Linked DNA regions of Hordeum vulgare: region 1 is linked to region 2. The links are chromatin contacts, called in public Hi-C maps. All regions are on one chromosome and are shown on one strand. The core of a region is the stretch at or near the end of the contact, and the rest is flanking DNA. Distances in the headings are between cores, read along the strand shown.

Region 1 (3,946 bases), core at 652-3,151, 310 kb after region 2:
AGAAGCTTCAACTAAATTTGAGAGGGGGCTACAAATGAGCTTTGAACAAAGTTGAGGACCCAAAATAGTCTAAATACAAGTGGTAATCTACAGAACTACTTTTTGCTTTCTGTGTTTTTTTTTTGTGTGTGTGTGTGGGGGGGGGGGGGGGGGGGGGGGCATGGACCATGTTGGCCCCCTAACTAAGCTCCGCCACTGGCAAAAGGTTGGGTATTGATATGCTTTCATTGCTCCATTGCAGTTCTAGAGATGTTGATGGCACCTGTGCAACTTTAATAAGTTGCCAGTTTGCATAGCGAAACTGCTGAAGTATGAAAGTTCGCAAGGTAACTGAATATGTCATCATAGCAAAGTATAACTGCGCCTATATGAGCAGTTTATTGCCTTATAGGCATTTATTGCTCTTAAAGAACACAGAGAAAAAAAGATACTCCAGCATGCTCAGATCTGATGGAGTACTATGTTGGCATGCTGAAGCCTTAGAAACACAATGGCATCATCATATCAAGCTGTCATCTCATAAGAGCAATGTTGGAAGAACAAATGATGAATTTCTCTACATTGTATATGTACAACCATGATCAGGCATCAAATGACATGGAAGATAAAATAATCTTACCTGGTTGAGGAACTCATCATGCCATGTGTTGAGCGTATCAAATGACTTGTTAACATTGACATCATAAACAAGCACACAACAATCTGCCCCTCTGTAGAATGCGACACCAAGACTCTGGAATCTCTCCTGCCCCGCGGTGTCCCAGATCTAGAAACAGAGCAAGCCCAGATGTAATTACAACAGCAGTCCATTTCTTCACTGTCAAGAGAGCTGCAACTAGGCATTCCACTCACCTGCAATGTGACAAGCCTGTCTTCAATGAGGACCTCCTTGGTGACGAAATCCGCACCAATGGTAGCTTTGTACTGCTGGCTAAACTTGTTGTGAACATATCTAGATAAAAGTCAAGCATAGCAAAGCACAGAAAGTAGTAACACGAGCCTAACATTTCGGAGCACAAACATCGGCGTACTTCTCCCAATCCCATCTTGCTAAACTGAATCATATCCTCACATACCCATGCACCAGAAGAGATTTTGACCACAAAATCCTGGCTATCACACAACAGAAATAATGAAACGGACGGCATGCAGCTAAACATAGGCCCACGACGAGACGAGCCTACGGAATTCATATTCAGAAACGGGGGTTCGCTGCCAAATGTGTTCCTGCAGCTAAATGGGTCAAACGCTTACGAGTAAAAGACACAAATTTTGCACATGGTCGGGCACCGGCGCGTCAATTGCTTAGAGGAGCTAGCAAAAACGAGAAAAATACAGCAGAACATGGATCAACCCGAGAACGATTAAGCGACGGCAGACCAAATGCGGGCCCATTAGGGGTCAAGGCTAGGATACTGGTTCATCAGCGACGTCTTCCCGACCCTGCACACAGGACGAGCAAATCAGACAAGCACGGGATTACAGCCACGCCCAAATCGAGCGCCCCAGCCCAAAAAAACTAAAAATTTCGCAGAAATTGGTGGAATCCGCCGGGGGGCGGATCCGGGGGTGGGCAGGGAATGGGCTGACCCGCTGTCGCCGAGGACGATGACCTTGAGGAGGGTCCGCCTGCGCGAGGTCGACATGGCTGGGGGCGATCGCGATCGATCTCTGCCCGCGGCTTGTCGGCTCGTGGCGAGGCGCACGGGGGGGGGGGGGGGGGGAAGAAAATGGAAGCACGGAAGGAGGGAGGGAGGGAGGGAGGCGGTGGTGGTGAATTCGATGTGATCTGGGGCGTGGTCTTAAATTTTTTGAAAGGGATTCGTGCGAGGATGACCGTGGTGGTGGATGGAGAGAGAGAGGAGAGGTGAGGAAGACGTGTGCCACTCTGCCACTGTCAGGCGAAGGAGGGAGGAGATGAACCGCAAAAAAACGAAGGAGGGAGCAGAGATGGCCGGCGTGGTGGGCCGGCTCGGCCACCCGCGAGGCAGGCCGCTCCCAAACGGTTTACCACCAACAGCGTGTTTGGCAACTTTGGGGGATTGTCTCAAAAGAAAAAATTGGCAACTTTGGGGGAAAGGGAGTGGGAGTTTAAAGGGAGATTAAGGTGTGGAAATTGATTAGGGGAGTGATCTGCGCCGGCGCACCGGCCCAAACTTTCGGCCGGCCGCGCGCGGGCCGCACGATCTACCTACCCCGCGCGTCCGCACCGTTGGATCCGCATGCAACATTTTCCCCCTATGCAGCAAAATTTCGATGCGATACAGCAATTTTTTCAACGGTTGCAACAAAAAACAAAATTTATAGCAAAAAAAAAAAACGTGATCGTAGCAAAAAAACGAAGCTGATGGTACGTAGTAGCAAAAGTCAGACGCCGGTTGTAACAAATATTTACGTGACGTGTATGCAAGTTATTTAGTGAACGGTTGCAGCAAAACATGATGCCGGTTGTAGCAAAAATTAACACGGTTGTAACAAAAGTAAACATCGATTGTAATGAAAAATCCGACGTATATACACGGTTGCAACCAAACGTGTATGCAACTTTTATACTAGGACAAAATGTAGTAAAAAATGCTTGCAGCAAAAATGACGTTGGTTGCAACAAATTTAGACGAAAAATGTTGCATCCATTGACCAACGAAGCGCGCGGGTGGGAAAAATGTTGCATGGGCCGCGCACGCGAGGGACGACCGACGCGTCGATTCGGCCGACGTGCCGTATGGAAACGATTATCAGTCCCAATTCCATGTTTGGTACCTTGCAGTAGGGGAAATTGATAAAATATTTTTGGCTTTTGAGTCTGTGATGTCCATCGTTGTCTTTATCATGGACTTCTATGACTCGTCCGTGTAGAGCTCGCTTGTTGATGCCTTACCGCCCACTTTTAGGAAAACTCTAGTAGTAGCGTTGGTTTTCGGATTATCACCCGCGTATTGTCGTTTTATGACTCTCTATGCTCTTCATTGCCATGATCACCGAGATTCTTGCGATGATCTATCTTATGTAATCACTTTTGTGCAGTGCGTTTGTTGGGATCCGATGAATTGTGTGTTTATGTTTAGATTATTTATGAATAATATTTGAATCTTCTTTGAATTCTTATATGTGTCAATGTGATAGCTTCGTAATTCTCTCTGATCTATTGATTTGGTTTGGCCAACTAGATGGATCTATCTTTAGTGGGAGAGGTGTGTTGTAGTGGGTTCAATCTTGCGGTGCTCAATCCCAATGATAGAAAGGGACATGACACATATTGTATTGCTGTCATTAAGGGTAAAATAGTGGGGTTCATTCATATTAAATGGACTTACTTTGTCTACATCGTGTCATTATCCTCCAACCATTACTCTGTTTTTTACTTAATACTCTAGATGCATGTTGGATAGTGGTCGATGGATGGAGTAATAGTAGTAGATGCGGGAAGGAGTCGGTCTACTTGCCTACGAACATGATGCCTATATGTGTTATTATTTCCGTGAATAAATATTGCATAACTATGCGTTTTTCTATCAATTGGTCAACAATAATTGGTTTACCCATTGTATGTTTTCTACGAGAGAGAAGCCTTTAGGAAAAAACTATGGCCCCCAGGTCTCCTCATAAATATATTTACAAAAACCAAAAATACCTCGCTGCCTTTTATTATTTGTATTTAATTATTATATTTAATATATTTGCATTCTCTATCTATCACTACTTATCGCTTGCAAGTAACGAGTTCAAGGGGATTGACAACCCTCTTGCATGTGTTGGGTGCAAGTGTGTGCTCTTTTGTGTGCGGGCGTTGAAGATGGAAAACTGCGTGGTCCTCCGATTGGTTCGATAACCTTGTTTCTAACCGAGTGAAATACTTACCTCTATTGTGTGCATCATCCCCTCCTCTTCGGGGAAAATCCCAACGCAATTTACTAGTATCATGAAGGATTTCTCGCGCCGTTATCGG
Region 2 (3,965 bases), core at 289-2,788:
GCTCCTCAGTCCGGAGCACCGGCGCGATCCGACGTACGCGGCCGACTCCCATAAATGGGAGGTTTGGTTCGCCGTCGAGCACGAGCGAGAGCACATCCACGACGCCCAGTTTGATACGGCCATCCCTCCACCACCCCTCAAAGTGAAGCTAGAGGAGCAGGAGGAGGAGGCCGCCTACCAAGCCGCCCTCGAGGAGGCAACGACCTACGCCATCGAGGAGAGCAGGCGCGAGGAGGATGCGCACTAGGTAGGTCTCGAAAAGGCCCTCGCGCTGTCCGCGACGGGCGATTGCGTCGTGCCTGCTCCTCCATCTCTGCCGGCCGCTGAGGCCGAGGCACGCCAGGCACACACCTACCAGTGGACCGGCCAGCTCCTGGAGTGGGTGTCCGCGACTCTCGTCTGGTATGGATGCACGGAGGAGGAGGAGAAAGAGTACCTCCTGCACCATAAGTCGCTCGCACTGGCGAGGGAGGAGGCCGAGGCAACGGAGCAGATGAAGCTCGAGCCCAGGTGGACGGAGGAGGAGGAGGCGGAGCATCGGGAGCGGGAGGAGGAGGAGCGAGCCCGTCAGCCTGCGCCGCCGGTTTTGCCGGGCAAGGACGCTGCTCAGGCGTGGGAGGCAGCGTTCCCTTGGGCTGGGCCGGCGCTGGAGCTCATCGACCTCACCTCCCCCGACGATGACGACGAAGATGATGCATAGGGCGACCGAGGGCGTCCACGTTTTTATTTATTTATGTTTAATAATGTTTTATATGAACTTGAGCCAGCTTTGACCGGCCTTTTAATGTTTAATTATGTTTATCGTTGTTTGCGTCCGAGCCTGCGTTGGACGGTCTGGCCGATCAATTCGAAAAAGCAAACACCATCATTCGTTTGTCCGACCCAAACGGACGAAAAACGGATAAACCGCGCGTCCGTTTGAATCGCAGCGTTGGAGTTGATCTTACAACCACAAACAGAAATATCAAATTAGTGAAAAAGTTGCGACGGCGAAGATAAAAACGTTTGAGCGCTTTCTGTCAGGAGATAGCCAAAGTAGAAACAGGTTTCCTCTGAGATGCGGCTGGCCTGGCCGATCCCCCCAGCTGGCGCTGAGCCGCTGAGGTATGTACGACAGAATCGTCACGTGGGCCCACCCAATCATTCAAGCCCCGCCCCGCCCCGCCCCGCCCGGAAGAGAGAGAGCGGGGGAATATGCCGCGGAGCCCCTGTCCAGTCCCCACCATCCTTCCCCAGTTCCCCTTCCTTCTTTCACATCGACGCCGTCGAACGGTGCACCACGTGCCGCCGGCGGCGGTTCGGCCTCACGGAGAGTGTCCGCCTGACGCGGAGCGACATCGAGCGCCGCCGCTGGAGGTCGCTTCGAGGGGCGGCGGCGTGGACCGGCCGGCGAGCGCCGCGGGTGGCCTTCCTCTCGACGGCGCACTCGGCGCTGGGTCACCGGCCAACTCAGCTACCCGGACGCTGAAGGGGGTGATCAGGAGGACGCGCTGCTGCGCCAGCGCCTCGTCCGCACCGGCCCGCGCCCCGCGGGCCGACTCGTTCCCCATCAACGCCGTCGAACGGCGCGCCTCGTGCCGCGGCCTTCTCCCACACGGCCGGCGGTTCGGTCTCGGGGCGACTGGCGGGCGACGTCGACTGCATTCGGCCGCACTGACGCGGGGCGACGGGGAGTGCGTCGATGGCCGGCGGCGGCGCGGTGTGCAGAGCGACGGCGAGCGCTGCCGCTGGAGCTTGCTTCGAGGGGACATCGGCATGGACCGGCCGGCGAGCGCGGCGTACGGGACGTGGCCCCTCCTCTCCGTACCCAACCAAGGCCTTGTGCCTGACACGGAGGCTGCCGAAGACGGTGTCGGCGGAGATGCGATGGGTGGTCCTCCCAGGCGGCGCCTATGAAGAGGATGCGGTCGATAGTTCCGACGACGGTGACGGCTGCACAGGCACCCCCACGGTCACCCTCGGCTCCCGTGCCGGCGGAGGCGGCTACAGGCTACTCAGACGCTGAAGAGGATGTGGAGGGCGCGCTGCTGCGCCAGCGCCGATTCGTTCGACGTCGAAGCTTCCCCGGTATGTACCGCACCAGCTCTCCCATCCTCTCCCAGCGGCCACCGTGGCTTCAGTTTCGTTGCGCGCTTCGTGTTCGAGATATTGCCTAGGCGAGAGGCTCAAGCCCTCCGCCTCCGTCGCCCTGCACCGCCACTCCAACGCCCTCGTCGACGTGCTGCCCCTGAGGCCGACTCCAGCATCTCGCTCCTCGCCTCCTCCGAGAAGCCCAACGTCCTCTACTCGCTATGGGTTTCTCAGATCTGTCTGAACCCTAGCTCATTTGATGCTTTATTAGGATCGCTGTCTTCGACTCTGCCAACCCTAGATGCATTTGGTACTCTGAATTTGTTGACCAATTTAGGATTCACACTAGCTGATCTCTGTAACATGGATGTTATCTGCTTCGGTTCTCAGTTACTTGCCCATAATAATAATAAACGTAGCAGTAATATGGTAATAGTTTCTTGAGTAGTATAATTGTTCAATGAACAGCGGATTTTTGGCAGATAGATTGGTGGAATCTGGATTAGCCGGTGGCCCGTGTTCAATTTGGGCGTACTTCATGTAGATTATGATTTATGGCATCCTTTAGTAGATATGAATTAGTTGCTATAGTAGTAGATATTGATGATGTTTGTGAATGAATTGCTTTGCCTGAAATTGAAGTGTGCTTTGGTTGTTTCCGCAGTCATGTACATAACTTCTGCAGCTTTTATGCTGACAGTACAAGTGTTGCATTTCTGATAAACAGGAAAAGATAGCTATGCATTGACTAGCTGGTCTCTGTAACATGTATATTCTCTGCTACTGTTCTCAGTTATTTACCCATAATAATAACAGTACTAGTAGGGTAATAGTTTCTTAGTATAATTGTTCAATGAACAGTAGTTTTTTGGCAGATAGATTGGTTGAATGTTGGATTTGCCTCTGGCCTGTGTTCTAAATTGCTGGGATCAGTTTTGGAGACCGACCGGCAATTTTTGTACTGCCGGTTTATTTTCTTCTAGGTTATAAAGCTACTCTCGCCAACATAATCGAAAATCTCAAATCACCATAGTACTGTAGGAATGGTTTAATAAATCCTTTAAATTTTATGCTATTTGGGGCTTTCTTACTTCGGCATCTGTATGCCCATGCAATGATTTGATCCTGTGTCATTTTTCCTATCCTTAAGGCCAACCAAGATTGAGCACTTTCTATTTCCTGAGAATTGTGTGCATAACATGATCAGAACTTTTCAATTCATGGAGTCTGTATCTTTACGACTTACTGAAGTTGTTTCATACAGTGGATTGAAAAAACCTCAATAACAATATTCTAGTTCTGATTATGTTCAGGACATTGGAGGATGTGATATCCAAAACAAGAAATTCGCGAGGCAGTTGAGTTACCATTGACACATCATGAATTGTACATGCAGATTGGTATTGATCCTCCAAGAGGGGTGCTGCTCTATGGTCCTCCAGGCACCGGCAAGACCATGCTTGCTAAAGCTGTGGCACATCACACTACTGCTGCTTTTATCAGAGTGGTTGGTTCAGAGTTTGTGCAGAAGTACCTGGGTGAGGTAAGATGCGGATAGTTGTAACATGCATATGTTGACCTTGTTTCTGCATTCAGTTCTCCTTTCGTTCTTACAAAAAATATTGCATGTGTTAAGCTCTGACCATGTAATAGATGCATAGTTTGTTAAGTATTTGTTAGGTTTCCTTGTTTATGCTCAAGATTTCCAGCGTAATTTTGTTGCACATGTTTGAACTGAAGTGTTCTGCCGAGATCTGTTAACACAAGGTTACAAGAATAAAGCTACCTAAGCAGTGCCTGTGAACATCTGATGCAACTTCCTTTTTGTTTGTATTCTGCATACATTAATTACATCTTGCATGCAAAAAATATTTAGTTACTGCATACATTACCAA

Evidence for each region. Hi-C and Micro-C count contacts between places; a contact is called where the count stands out from the background.
Region 1: a Hi-C map of leaf shows a contact between it and region 2, with 6 times the contacts expected there. The contact joins the promoter of LOC123444266 here to the promoter of LOC123444265 in region 2. A contact is called at or near these places in 4 of 6 Hi-C or Micro-C datasets (leaf and seedling) and 1 of 1 datasets of contacts at active chromatin or transcription factors (embryo).

What each region holds. Positions count from the first base shown.
Region 1 is chr3H:462,046,876-462,050,821 of MorexV3_pseudomolecules_assembly, forward strand. It overlaps LOC123444266 (ras-related protein Rab7-like), which reads right to left and starts at 1,902. Exons shown (of 7, transcript XM_045120943.1): 1 at 1,591-1,902; 2 at 1,417-1,443; 3 at 853-952; 4 at 620-766. The coding sequence starts at 1,646.
Region 2 is chr3H:461,739,985-461,743,949 of MorexV3_pseudomolecules_assembly, forward strand. LOC123444265 (26S proteasome regulatory subunit 6B homolog) reads left to right here and starts at 1,539. Exons shown (of 6, transcript XM_045120942.1): 1 at 1,539-2,067; 2 at 3,467-3,613. The coding sequence starts at 2,011.